Regions from separate parts of the Anas platyrhynchos genome. Here region 2 is linked to region 1. Evidence: chromatin contacts called from public Hi-C data. All regions are on one chromosome and are shown on one strand. Each heading gives the region's core, a stretch centred on a gene start, on an enhancer-like site or on the middle of the called end of the contact. The rest is flanking DNA. Distances are from core to core; before and after follow the strand shown. Region 1 holds the start of ANKRD9 (ankyrin repeat domain 9). Region 2 overlaps TECPR2 (tectonin beta-propeller repeat containing 2).

Region 1 (7,731 bases), core at 2,350-4,849:
ATTTTCAGTGCCATCAGTCTAAGAATAGCAATCTTCTTTCTGCTGCATCTCAAATTTCAGAGGTATGGCTTATCTGTTATCGTGCATGCAGTATGGAAATTTTTTTAAAATGAAATACCACACTTCTGCTGAAGCATGAATAGCTTCACTTATAGTGCCTCATTCTGAGACTTTTTACTGTTTTTCTAACCAAAGTAAGTTCATGAATAAAGAAATTAGTGTGTTCAGCGTGTCCTCTTATCTCTCAGTGCATCAGTTCTGTGATGATCCCGAAGGGAACTACAGTGCTGAAACAGTTCAAGTGGCAAACAACTCCCTGCTACAAATTTAAGCACCGCAACAAAACAGTTTCACTGCTGGCTTCCAACAATAGAGGCAAAGCTGCAGCTCGGTGGCCTAGGAGATTCCTATCGCTGTGATGCTGCTGGAGCCAGCAGAGCTCGCTCCCTGCAGAGCTGGCAGGGGCAGTGCCAATTTTACAGAGAGGCAAGCAGTGCAACTGCCCAGGATGCTGCAGAGTAAAGGTTGCAGAGCAAAGAGCTTCCTCCGTACCTTTTGCTCGGGACTTGACTTGTCTAAACACAAGTCTTGCAGGCAGGACATTACCCCTAAAGGGCTGTTCCATCTGGAGGAGCTGCAGGGATGTCTTGCATACCTTGAAGCATCTCACAAGGGATGACTGGGATACCTGGTACCCAGAGGGCTCAGCTGACCCAAAACCAACACATCCCCCTGGGCACTGGCAGTGGAGGAGCTGGAATCTATGCAAGAAGCTGCTGTAGCCTCCTGGGCACGGCCAGGCCCAAGCAAATCCCTCTGGGCACACAGGAAAGCAGGCAGAGCCTCCAGCTGTGCCACCCTCCTTCATCCCTTAGGGTGCTGGCACCTCACCCCACAGCAGCCACACAGAGGGGCTGGGGTCTCCAGCGCTGGCTCCTGCCAGGGCAGGAACAGCTTCAGCTGGGGGCTGCAGGCTCTGCTCCTGCCCTCCAGGCACCCCGGCTCTGCAGGAGGAACAGAAAGAACGTCGCAAGGAAGCCAACTGGTACTCGTGCATATGTTAAAATACAGTTTGTTCAGCTGCATATCCCTGCCAGCCTTGTTTAAGGGGGATTTAATAACACGTCTTCTCTTTGGGTTTGTGTACAAGATTAGGAAGCTTTCATCTGCGCCTTTAAAAAAAAAAAAAGACCGCATCCCTGCCAAGATGTATTAGGAGAGCTGCTAAAAAGGAGTCATCCTGTTCCAGGACTGCTCGGCTTATGTAACAGGGAAATCCTAACTCGAAGATACTCCCCCCCGCGCACTTTCTCAAGGCACATGCCATTTTGGAGTTTTCAGCTGCTTGATTTATAGTTTGGATCATATCTGCTGCTGGTTTATTTAGATGTATTTACAAATATATTCTCCCACATATCCTCATTAGTACAGGCCATGTAACATTTTTATAAAACGCAGTGTAGACCTCACCTCACCACAAAGATCTTTAAATAAAATATACTGTAAAGTGCCAGATACAATTCTTTCTTTTTTTTTTTCTAAAATAAAAAAAGAAAGGAAAGAAGACAGTTCTAATCAAAACAGGTACTTGGCGGCTGCTGCCTCGGCAGCTTCGTGCACCGGTAGGGTTTTAGCACAAGTCCGTTGTGTCAGGCGAGCAGGAGGCTCCCCTGCAGCCCCCTCTAGCTCTCCAGCTTCAAGTCCAAAGGCTTGAGGAAATGCGGCAGGGGCAGATCGTCCAGAGCCTCGGGGAAGTGCTCGGGAGAAATGGTCCTGATCAAGACGCGCATGGCTCCGACGAACAGCGACGGGGGAGCCAAGCCCACCAGGCAGCGGTACCTGCTCTCCCCTAAGAGGTCCTGCCAGCGCTGCCGGTTGTCCAGCAGCTGCTGCTTCATGGTGAAGGGCACGTCCTGAGGCACGAAGAGGAAGAGGCAGTCGAGGCAGAGCAGCTTGGCACGTGTGTTGACCGCCGGCGCCTGGGCCAGCTGCTGCAGCAAGGTGTCGAGCGGGGTGTTCCCGGCGCCGTCGGGCAGGCAGGGCGAGGCGCCGTGCCCCAGCAGCAGCAGCAGGCACTCGGGGCGCACCAGCTCGCAGGCCACGTGCAGGGCCGTCTTGCCGCCCTCCACCCGGCTGCAGCCCCGGCGGTCCAGGTGGCCGGCCCTGTCGCCCGGAGGGAAGCCCTGCACGGCCTTGAGGATGCGGAAGAGGACGCGGACCCGGTTGTAGCGCACGGCCATGGCCAGGTGCGGGGCCGAGGCCTGGCAGCAGCTGAAGCTTTGGCTGGGCACGGCCAGGGCGCTCTGCGGGTACTTAGTCAGCAGGTGCCGGGCGTAGGGCTGGTGGTCGTGCACCAGGGCGTAGAGCAGCGCCTCGGAGGGCGAGTAGAGGCTCACCTTGCCGCCGTCCTCCCAGTGGAAGACCTCCATGGTCCGCATGTCCTCCAGGAACCAGACGGGCAGCAGGTCCCTCACCGCCTGGTAGAAGGCGAAGGAGGATTTCTTGCACTGCTTCTGCGACTGGGCGCCGCCGCCGCCGACCCACCGGACGCTCCAGGGCATGGCGGGCGGCCGGGGTCCGACGGGGGCTTCCTCCCACACCCGAGACCAGGGGCAGCATCGGCACGGACCTGCGGGGGCACAGAGAGGGGCTGTCAGGGGGCACCCACCACGGGGAGAGCCGGTACGGCCCTGTACAGCCCGGTACGGCTCAATATGGCCCGGCACAGCCCGGTATGGCCCAGTACAGCCTGGTACGGCTCAATATGACCCGGCACAGCCCGGCATGGCCCGGTACAGCCCGGTATGGCTCTGCACGACCCGGTATGGCCCGGTACAACCTGGTATGGCTCTGCACGGCCCCGTACAACTCAATATGACCCGGCACAGCCCGGTATGGCTCTGCACGGCCCAATATGACCCGGCACTGCCCGGCCCGGCACAGCCTGTCATAGCTCAATATGACCCGGTACAGGTCGGCACGGCTCTGCACGGCCCGGTGCAGCTCGGTATGGATCTGCACGGCCCGGTACGGCTCAGCACGGCTCGGTATGGCCGGTACACCCGGCACGGCTCTGCCCGGCTCGGTGCAGCCCGGCACGGCACGGAATGACCCGGTACAGCCCAGCACGGCCGGTACACCCGGAACAGCTCTGCACGGCCCGGCACGGCTCGGAATAACCCGGCACAGCCCTGCCCGGCTCTGCACGGCCCGGCACAGCCCTGCCCGGCCCGTTCCCCCCCCGTTCTGCAGCAGCGCTCGGGAACCCCGAATCCAGAAACCGCCTCCCGGTGCTCGCCATGCCCCGTCCCCTCCCTCCCTCCCTTCCGCCGCACGGCACCCGTACCCGTACCCCCTCCGGTGCCGCTGCCGGTGCCGTGCCCGGGCTCACCTGGCCGCTCGGTGCCGCTGCCCGTGTGGGCGGAGGGGCGGCGGGAGCGGAGCGCGGCGCGGCGCGGCCGGGGCCCTTTATCCGCCCCCCCCCCGCCCCGAGCCGCCCCCCCCCGGCGCGGAGGTCGGTCAGGACCGGGGAACTGTCCAGCCGCCGCCCATTGGCTGCCGCCAAGGCCGCCCCGGGCGCTCATTGGCTGCGGCGGGAGGCCGGGGCCCCGCGCCGCCGCGTGCGTCACGGGAGGCAAAGTTCCAGCAAAGTTGGCGGCCGGGGACGGAGCGGGGCGGGGCGAGGGCAAAGGGGGCGGGGTCTGGGGAAAGGGGCGGGGCCTGGGGCTGGGGGATTGGGGTCTGGGGTGCTCGGGGTCCTGGGGTCTGGGTATGGGGGTCTGGGTGCTTGGGGTGTGGGTGCTCAGGGTCCTGGGGGGCTGGGTATTTGGGGTCTGGGTTCTTGGAGCCTGGATGCTCAGGGTCCTGGGGTCCTGGGGGTCTGGGTATTGGGGTCTGCGTGCTCAGGGTCTGGGGTGCTTGGGGTCCCGGAGGTTTGGGTGGTTGGGGTCTGGGTGCTCAGAGTCCTGGGGGTCTGGGGATTGGGGACTTGGGTGCTTGGGGTCTGGGTGCTGGGGGTCCTGAGGAGCTGGGTATAGGGGGTCTGGGTGCTGGGGTTTGGGTGCTTAGGGTTTGGGTGCTCAGGGCCTTAGGAGTGTGGGTATTGGTGGTCTGGGTTCTTGGAGTCTGGGTGCTGAGGGTCCTGGGGGTCTGAGTATTGGGGGACTGTGTGTGCAGGGGTTGGGTGCTCAGGGTCCTTGGGGTCTGGATTTTTGGGGTCTGGGAGCTTGGGGTTTGCGTGCTCAGAGTCTGGGTGGTCTGGGTATTGGGGGTCTGTGTGCTCGGAAGTTGGATGCTCAGGGCCCTGGGGGTCTGGGTGCTTGGGGTTCTGGGGTCTGAGTATTTGGGGTATGTGTGCTTGCAGTCTGGTTGCTCAGGGTCTGGGACATCTGGGTTCTCAGAGTCTGGGTGTTGGGGGTCTGAGTGTTGGGGGTCTGTGTGCTCGGAGTTTGGGTGCTCAGGGTCCTGGGGGTCTGGGTATTTGGGATCTGTGTGCTTGGGGTCCTGTGGTTCTGGGTGCTCAGGGTCTTGGTGCTGGGGCTTTAGGCTGTACGGGTTCCGGGCATGTGCATCCATCCAGGGCTGATGGGGTCCAGGGTGTGTGGGGCCTATGGAGAGCTGGGCACATGGGGTCTGGGCACTGCGGGCTTTGGGATCACCAGGCTCCTGGTGTGCTGCCCCTGGGCCACCAGGGAAGCGCGCCGGGGCTCTGTCACAGCCGGCAGCTCCGATACCGCTGCCCGTGGGGCTCCCCAGACTTCCCTTTGCTTCTGAAATGGGGGACGCCTTCTGTGCACAGCATGAGGCTTGTGGGGGAAATAGCCAGGCGTGAGCTGAGATGTCACATTTCCTTACAGCCCTCTCTGAGAAGCCGCCTGGGGCCTTGGGGAGGGAGGGAGAGAAGGAGGGAGACTGCAGCACGCTCCCCTTAACCCCGGAGAGAACAAAGGCGGTGAGGAACAACCGCTGCCTTTGTTGTGTGTGCCCTGAGCCCCCATCCAGCTGGAAAACAATGCTGAAATTATGCTGGGTCAGGTTTGCGAGGCTGCTGCCCGTTGCTCACACCGATTGCTGTGCAGGTGAACCGCTCCTGCCCAGTTCCAGATGAAAACTCACCGAGGACAACCACGTCCTCTGCTTCCTGCTGACCGGAGCGTTTCTGTCCAGTTGCATCCTATTATTTCAGGCACGGGGTAATTTCTGCTGAAGCACGGGATCAGAATAAATGGCTTAAAGGTGGCTAATTCTACAGCCCTGGCTTGGGGCAGGCGTCCCGTGCTGCCTCACCCACCCGTGCCTCACCGCCCTGTGTGCCGTGCTGCGGCCTGCTCCCAGAGACGACTCTGACTGACCCCAAACACCTGGGCCTTTCCCCAATTTTGCCGTGATATTGTCATCACTTCGGCTGCCCAGCACGGTGACTCCAGGGCAGCCAGGTTGCCAGCCCTTTCGACTCATTTTCCACACATGCCTGGGTAAGCCAAGTTGTGTTTGAGCCCAGAGACAGGGGATTAGCGTAGTCGCAAAGCCAAATTTGCTTTTGTGTAGGCAATTAATGTCCCTGGAGTGGAAGCGGGACTGGTTTGCTCAGGCCAAGCTTTCCTCCGGAGGCAGAGCTGCAGCCACGGTGTGCCTTGGGCTTACAAATAGGCCGGAGCATGCTGAGTCCTTGAGGTCTCGCAGCCGAAGGGTGGCCCAGGGGCTGGCCCCTGGTTGCAAAACGTGTTTGTCACATCCCTTCAAAGCAGGAACCTGCCTGCAGCAAACGCAGCCCGTTTGTGGACTGTGTGTGCTGGAGAAAAAGTGTTGTGTTTGCCCCAAAACTGCTCAGAGTGACAAAACACGACAAACCAAGAAACTTTTAATTTTATGGTACGAATTTTGTGTGCAGACCTGCAGACACGACTTGCTTGTTTGCAGCCCAGCCTGGCTTTAATCACTTTGAATTAAGTAACTGATCTTATTACTTAGCTGACTATGAGAGGGCTTATCACAGGTTCCTTGGCACATGATGAGGATTAGTCTGTCGGCACAACCACGTCTGAGTAATGCGACTCTTTGTTGCCTTGTGACGTGTCCTCCTGGAGCTACTTTTTCTTCACCTTCCTCCAGCACGTTGCTCCTTTGGTTTCTCCAGCCAGTGACCAGCTAAAACCCGCTTAATGCTACTGAAACCCATCCACATAATGGGAAGAAGGGAAAAGCTCTGCTGTTGCAACAGACGCCGTGTGTTTCCTGAGGTTTTCATTAAACTGAGGGCAGGACCATATTGGCCATATTGGACCTAATGGGCATGATTGTGGGTGTCATTAAAAGCAAAATGAAAACAGCAGCATGAGTGATAATGTTGAGCATAGTTAGTGTTTAGCACTGCTTTTGAGCACGAGACAAAAAAGGGGCAATTAGTACATCCCTCAGTTTCGGAAAGGGCTGAAAGATGCAGTTTTGACCCCAGTCCTTGCCCTGACTTTTTGAGTGGGTTTGATGCTGAACATTTACCAGTTTCCTCTATTGCAAGCAGGCTCGGGACCAAAGTTCAGCAGCGTTTGGACAACGGCCCCCAAACCGCAGCACGCTGTAGCTGCAGGTTTGCTTTAAGCCTCCGGCTCTGGAGTCTCTGTAAGCAAGTCAGGCGGAAACAACCGGCGTGCTGTTTAGCTAAAATTAAACATCTTGAGAGAAAAGTAATGAGCGAGGAGAGCCGGGGCTTGCAGCGGAAGCACTGGGCTGGAATGCACACCCCGTACATCCACGTCCCGCATCAGCAGCCTCCGAGCAAAGCTTTCATCTCGCTGTGCCACAGCATCCCCTCTGCAGACCCGGTGCCACAACGCTGCTTTCATCATCACAGTGTGGACTGTGACCTCGTTAGGCAGGGAAATTATGCAAAGGGCTTGCGTTTGGTCGTTGGGGTCCTGGCCCTGCGTGGGAACCCCTCTGCTCTGTGGTCATTAGGTGGTGCCAGAGCTGGGTCCTCTTGTCACCAGGATGGATGAGGAGCCCGATGCTGGTTGGGGCTCCTTTTCCCTTTGGGGAGGCCGTGTGTGCCAGGCCAGGATGCGGCTGGCAGCCCCGGGGGTACCTCCGGCTGCGCTGATTAACAGCTGCTGCTGACACCTCGTGGAAAGCTCCCACAAGCATTTTCTCCAGAAACCTTCCTGTTTCATTTCCTCCGCCGCTGCGGGTCCTCCTCCGAGCAGCCTGTCCTCTGTCTGTGTCTGTGCCTCTGACATGGCTTGGGCACAGCTCCTGGCCCCCAGGTGGCTCACCAAAACCCTCAGCCATTGCTCCGGCCAGGGGGGGACTCGGGCCTTGAAACCCCGCTCACCCCTGCGCGATGGCGCTTGGCACCATCCTCTTCCTCCTCCTCGCTCCCTTTGTATGCTGCTCGCTCTCTGCTTCCCAGACTTGGAGTGAGTCATTGCTTTACAGAGAGCCTGAAGTGCCCCCAGCCCGGCTGGATTGCTTTCTCTTCTGTGAGAATGGGTCAGCTCCTTCCTGATCCACAGCATGAAAGAAAATCTGCCTTGGAAACAATGCAGTGAGGAAGCCTTCTCTCATTACTTTCGTTTCCTGGCTGCCACACAACTAACGTGACTCCCTTCCAAAAATCTGCAGCCCAAATAATGCTTGGGAACCCAAGACAAGCTCAGAAACCCTCCACGTTGGAAAGGACACCTCTCCGCCAGCTCTGGGGTGAGGTACAAAATGTGGGGGCTGGCTGCTCCCAGG
Region 2 (6,874 bases), core at 1,898-4,397, 33 kb before region 1:
TGGTGATACTGTAGAAATCTGGGGTCAGGAAATATTTCAGACACCGCGCTTTACCAGTCATTGTGAGCTGATAATTAAGAATGCAGAAAATTTCCTGTTTTTTCTCCAATTAAATGCATGTGGTAGATCACTGCTGACAAGATGGTGCCTACCCACAGATGTAATATAAGAGACTTGATTTGCTTTAATGGGGCAGAAGAAATTAGAGAATTATTGCTATTGTTGAAATGTATGTCTGCCTTCACTCCTCAAACATTAAGACTGTGAATTGGAGGAAAAAAAAGAGCAAGTTGCTGTAAAATTAAATTCAGAAATCTGTGTGGAGGTGATCAAGTTGCCAGCATTTACGTTGAAATATTCATATTATGTTGTTAGTATCTTCCTCTTGCCTTTACACTATGTACTGAGTGTAGTATCTAGTAAATTATTTTGATTAGGGTTCCACTATCATTATCGAGGTTTCTAAACACAGTAGAGTGACCTTTAGGTTTCAACTGTAAACAGTGTCTCTGAATCACACTTCTTTCTAAGCAGTGGCTGAATGTGGTTAACATGCCCTTCTCCTACCATAAAAACAGTAAGTGGGAGGAGGGAGAAGCCCCAAAACATTTACATAAGTGCTGCATTTTTGAATATCAAATTGTACTGCAGACGTAAATAATATCAGCTATGCCGAGTAGGTGATATGTGATTCCGTGTGCGAGAGCTGTGATGCTGCTTTGGATCGGAACATTTCAACAGCTGAGACGACATGTGACAAAGCCATCCCGGCTAGGTGTACTCTAACATGGAAGCACGAGGTTTTAAATAAAAGTTTGACTTTGCTGAATGTCAGGCCTCTCTACCTGCAATAGAGACTTGCTCTCTCCTGAAGCTGTGGAAGTTTTTGTGCATAGTTGTGCTCTGTATGCTATTTTATAATAAGAAGCTGCATGATTAAAGGGAATTTTGGGGTGAGATGAGCTAATTCAAATTCCTTCAATTCAGAAAGTTAAATAACTTGGACGAAGAGATCTGTTTACAATTTCAGGTAACTAAAAGATAAGAATATGTGCTCCTGTTATTCCCTGTTGTTTCCCCGAGCAAACCTTACTGAATTCTGCCTCAGCAGAAAAAAATGCTTTGAACCCCTGCTCTGGGGGATAAAATTGTACCCTCTCTTTAAGGAGCAATGTACTTTGCAGGGATTTGTCGCCAGATTCACATCACAGAAGAGAAAACTGTTACCAAGAATGGGATATCCCAAGCACTGCTGGCATGTTCAATCAGCCAGCAAGGCCTATTTTTAGAGTTTGGAGTACAACCAGAGCATTCCTGCTGTAGTATATCTGTCATGATTGAGTCTTTTTCTGTAGAACATGTTTTCCATTACTTAGTATTGTGTTGTCCCGATGCTGGGAGGAAAAAAATAATCAAATGTTACGTATAGTACATCACATGGCTATTCTGAAATGAATGTAAAAGAGTAAGAGTTCCAGCTGGCCATTAACTAGCAGTTCTCTATCTTTACAAACTTTTGGTAGCAAGACTCCTAAATGTGATTGGACATGAAGAAAAAAATAAAATTAAAAAAAAAATCCAAAACATACTTTTTTGGGAGCTGTGTTTTCAGTGTGCTGACTTACATAGGGTTAAAATACTGCAGCACGTCTGACATAAGTGTAATAAATATGTACGCTAAATATAAAGCCATTTGAAAATCAGCTCCTTTATTTACAGATGTGACACTGGTATGTTAACACTGAGATGCATAATCCATATGCTCTTGTATTTTTCAAGTGCTGGTAGCATTAGGAGTGTTCAGTGCTGAAGGCATTACTAGACCCAACACCATGAAAAATATAAGCATGGCCAGCTACAGAGGAAAGTTCACATTAGGTCATGTGAAAGTTTGTCTAGGCACTGATAACATTTGTTACAGAATTTTTTCCCTGCTTGAATTCAGTTATTTTAATAGCATATTTTCAGTGTGCTTTAAAAATGGCAGTATCCTGTGACTAAAACATTTATTTTTAGATTGAAGAGAAAAATGCCTTACGTATACTACCTGTTGGTGTTATTCATTATATGCCATGATTTTTCTCTCACAAGCTTGTAATCATTTTTATATGCCTGTGTTTAAAGGTAGCTTAATACCATCAAGTCTAAGTAAAGGTGCTCATTATTAGCTGAATGTAAAAGAAAAATGTCAGGTTGCTAATAACCTCTTTGTTGATAGGTGCCATAAAGCTGATCAGCTTGTCCTGTGGAAATCAGCATGTTTGGGCCTGTGACACCAGTGGTGGTGTTTATTTCCGTGTAGGAACCCAGCCTCTTAACCCGAGTTTGATGCTTCCCGCATGGATAATGATTGAGCCACCCATACAGGTAAAACACTGATTGTAATTCTTTGTAACACAGTGGTTTAGCTCTGCGCCTGTGGAAAGGAGTAATTTAACATTCCGGGAAAACAATAGGACCAGATTAAATGTGTAGTTTAAGCTTCTGTCACACATGTTCAGTTTCATCAGGACTTATCTTCAATCATCCCAAATTCATCTCACAGATAACTTCATTTTTTTCTATTTTTTTTTTTCTCTTTTTCCATCCTTAATGAAAAACTTCTATTGTAGTAACACAGCAGCTTTATAGGCACATAGTAGAACACAGCCTTGAACTATATACTGAGTACCTACTTGTACGGTAGCCAAGAGGCTAGACTGGCAAACAGCACAAAGCAGAGGGTGTGGGAAGGCTCTGCTCACATGGTGTGGTACTGAAGTGCCTCCCTCTTCCTTTATCCTCGCCCCGTGAGTCTGGGATGCTTGCCAGGGTGCTGTGCCTGGATCTAGGGACTTTCCTTATCATCCGGTGGTTAGTCAGTGTGCCGTACAATTGCAGCTCTTCTCCCTTATTCCCAGAATTGGCAAGTAAGATCTCTGTTCTACCTGCCAGCTGGGAGGAGCTGAGTGGAAAGAAGCATCCTAAAGTACACTAGGAGCATATTTTCTGGATATAGCAAATGGACAAAATATGTTTCTCCAGTGTCTGTTTTCTCATTTAATCTCTCCTTAAACCACAGTGCTGCTCTAATACTTTACACATTCCACAGTTTAACTTGCAGTTCTGTATCATGGCTCGGGACTGCTGCAAAAGAGTTGACCTCTGAGCACTGATTTCATTCTTTGCTCCCTGGCATGAAATCAGTTGAACTGTCTGCTGATCTAGCATAGTAGTGCTGGATGTGTTTGCATACTTGATTTAAGTTTTAATAATACAGTGTTACAGAACTGTTTCTGAAGATTTTGAAATACATGGTACTTCTGAAGGGTCATGTTAAGAAACAAAAGTCAGTCTCTGGCAGTGGAGTTGCAATAGGTGATTTGTTTTTTACATCATTCCCTTTTACTTCTGCTTGCCTCTTAACAGCCAACTATTAGCTCCTCCTGTGAATCTCGGGGGTGTAGCAGCAAAGAAGGCCAGGGAAACAGGGAAATGAAACGGCAGATTTGCATCTCCTCAGTTAGCTCAGCACTGGTTAAACTAGTCCTGTGCTGGGAATGTGGCCAGTCAGACCTGGAGAAATGGCATCTTGTTTCTGCAGAATAGCAGAACAGACTGATAAATAAGTACTAAATCACTTGAGTGATGGCTGTCACAACGAGGGGTAGATTACACTGCTCACTCTTGTGTGCTGCAGAGTGGGTCTTTCTGATGTTACCTGTAAGATACAAATTTGTTTGCTAATGGGGGGCAAGGCAGCAGGAAGAGGAGACTGAGTATATGAATGATGATGTCTTCCATGAGGATAGTTTTCTTAAAAAGGGGGGTGAAGAGGGAATGACATATTCCAGGATGTATTCTGCTTAATTGAGTTTGCCAATAGACAGACAAATAAACTTTTGCAGTATATTCTAATGAAAATGTATCTAACCAGGAAAATAACCTGGAGGGCTTTCACTACACTATTTTGTCTGTACTGAGTGCGTTCTCTAATCCTCTACAGAAGTTGATTAAACTGCTCGATACAAAGGTGTTTACAAGAAGTTGGGATTTGCTTTGGCTCGTTACTTAGCAGAGACTTCCTTACGTAGAAAGTCTTTAATTGGACAAGGTTGAATACTGTGTTATTTCCTATAGCTTACTGCGGAAGCTGGGTGATGTTGCCTTCCAAAATGATAACCTCCTGCTACCCAGAGCATTCTCTTCCTGTTATCTTGCCAACTCCCGACATTGCATATCTAATGAGTCAATATGAAAGGGCAAAAATTCAAACATTGCCTGTGGAGATGAAAACTCAAGGGCTACATGCTCATTTGGAGACGATTCCAACACTGAAACAAGTAACTAAAGTACTGGGGGAGCAACCACCCATGCTTTTCCAAAGACTGAATGCAAAATAAGAAAACATGGACTTTAAAATTACTTCCAGATACTAGCTCAGTGTTTGGATAACAAATATGACAAAGGATGGTTGAGAAGTAGACTGTTTTGGTGCTTATTAGTAGCTCCTTGCTGTTATCTGTCCCTTAACTGATTTTCATGCTGCATCACTTCATGTTCACAACAACAGAAGAATTGTAAGAAGCATTTGTGAATGGTTCAGTCATCTTCTGTTTGAAGAAGGAAATCAAAATTGTCTTTCACTTGCTTTAAGCACAGAAATACTCTCAAATAACGTAATTTAAAATCAGCTATGGATGTTTCATTCCCTAGTAAATGTCAGAGCCAATATGACTTGCCATATCCCAGATCTCATGACTCATGAGCAGCTTGTGAGCAGCTACAGGTTCTGCTTTTACAGTGTCACTTCTTGTTAAAGAAGTGCTGTAATTACACAGCATCATTGCACAGCTTCACAAAGGTATTCAGAGACAATAGTTTTGTTAGATTTTTAGAACAGACATTTAAAATATTTTTTTAATTCAGAGGGTGGTGAGGCACTGGCACAGACTGCCCAAAGAAGCTGTGGGTGCCCCATCTCTGGAGGTGTCCAAGGCCAGGCTGGATGGGGCTTTGGGCAACCTGGGCTGGTGGGAGGTGTCCCTGCCCATGGCAGGGGGCTGAAACTGGGTGATCCTTAAGGTCCCTTCCAGCACAAACCAAACAAATAAGATCAGAGAATCTGTGATTCTGTATGGCTTTTTTCTTAATCGAGACTGAAACAGTTCTCATTTGCTACTTCTCTCTTCGTAACTCCTAACTGCACTAATTCTTGATGAAAATTAGCATTGTGTTCTCTGCCCTCCATTGTCTAAAGTGCTGGATAAAATAAAGAAGTGGTTGATAATATCGCAGTATCGTGAACAGTGTAGTTCATATGTAGGTGTCTTCTCTGCTTCACATGTTCTATTGTATGATCTAAAAGTCAAAATTATGTAGTTAAGCCACTTTTTGGAAGCTATTTTAAGAGCATTGACTGAGCTGATCAAAAGTCCTTGATGAAATGGTTTTCATCCATGAAATGGAAAGTATTCTTCATTCCATCCTCAATATACAGTATAAAACTATTATCTGTTGTAGCATGCTTCAATATACATTACACTTCAATACAAAGAACGAGCAAGCAATGTAATTATTATTCATGCAGATACTACAGAGTGTGTGTGTTATGTATGGGTGTGTGTATGTTTATGAAATTGAATGTTTTTTCAATTCTGTAGCCTGAAAAAATAATAACAAAAAAAAAATAATATGGTCAGTAAGACTATTTTGGGTTGTTATTGAGTAGAAGTTAATTAAAAGTTAAAAATAATTTTCACCTGAAAAATTGCTTTAAAATATCCCTAGAAGTCAAAGGCCTGTTTGAAAGTAATTCTTTCTCCATTTTGTCTCTGATTTTGGGCACCTATTGAAAAAAATGCAGAAGCAAAATCTGCTTTTGAGAATAGCTTGCTTCTTATAAGGACTACTTAACGTAACACTGGCCTTAAGAACCACCTAATCAGATTTGTATTAGGGGATTTATATATATTTGCTTATCTCTTAGGTAAGCAAAACTTTTGTTTAGGGAGAGCTAAAGGAAACAAGGATGAGAACCACTATTTGTAATGAGTTAGCAATCACCTATTGCTTGCAAACAATCAATCTTACTCCAAGAACAGATTAAACATCTTAATTGTTGATTAATTGCTTCTCTTTACTCTTTCGTAATCGGAATTTCTTAGAGGATAGGATCAAAAAAGCTTACTTTATTAAGTCAAGAAGTTTATTTAAATAGCTGTGTAGCTTGTCCAAGCTGTGGGGAGAGAGGGACTTATTTAAAAAGATGTCCACTACTTAGCTACTATGTAAACCTTCTGATTCTTGGTGCAATTCCTAGGATCAGCAAAAGAGCTTAGTGCAGTTTGTCATAAAATAATCTCTTGCAGTACAGGCATTTCAAGTTAGAGGAATTTTTGATTTACTACTCTTCCCATAAACAGCCTTCTAATTGTCTTTTTCTACTTCAAGCTTGATGTCATAGCTAAGATAAGAAGCTCTTCTGAAGTTAGGAAGAATTCTGATTGTTTTTTCCATGCAAAAAATATAAGAACAAAACAAAATTGTGAGTTATTCACACTTGCACTGTCAAAAAAAAAAAAAAAAGCCCCAAGCCTCAAAACTAAGAAGCAACCATTAAAAATGACATTTGAAATTTCAGGGATTTCTGTGATCCTACAAAAATCAGTGCACGGTAGATTTCATTTCTTTTTCAATAGCTTCCTTTTTCTTAATCTGTGTTCAGTGTTAGGAGGTTGGTTGTGCCCTGCAGATGTTGGGTGACTTGTTAGAAATAGCTGCTATGATCTTTGTTTCCTTTCCTCTCTTTAATTAAGAGTTCTGCCTAGGGTGGAGGCTTTCTTACGCTGCCATCTGCCTTGCCTTTGCATTTTCCCTGTTACTTTTAAGGCCA

Evidence for each region. Hi-C and Micro-C count contacts between places; a contact is called where the count stands out from the background.
Region 2: a contact with region 1 is called in a Hi-C map of subcutaneous adipose tissue, with 1.7 times the contacts expected there. The contact joins the enhancer-like site here to the promoter of ANKRD9 in region 1. A contact is called at or near these places in 7 of 8 Hi-C or Micro-C datasets (F1 follicle, F5 follicle, liver and 3 more).

What each region holds. Positions count from the first base shown.
Region 1 is chr5:11,403,180-11,410,910 of IASCAAS_PekinDuck_T2T, reverse strand. ANKRD9 (ankyrin repeat domain 9) reads right to left here and starts at 3,599. Exons shown (of 2, transcript XM_027458642.3): 1 at 3,392-3,599; 2 at 1-2,629. The coding sequence starts at 3,584. The coding sequence ends at 1,683.
Region 2 is chr5:11,436,849-11,443,722 of IASCAAS_PekinDuck_T2T, reverse strand. TECPR2 (tectonin beta-propeller repeat containing 2) reads left to right here. Exons shown (of 20, transcript XM_027457522.3): 17 at 2,219-2,367. Among named protein-coding and RNA genes, the nearest start is that of CINP, 28 kb to the left of the region's middle. Within about 2 kb of position 3,147, at least 5 of the 8 cell types and tissues checked have an H3K27ac peak or open chromatin away from gene starts, as enhancers often do. A contact at or near this core is called in F1 follicle, F5 follicle, small yellow follicle and 1 more, where this site is marked.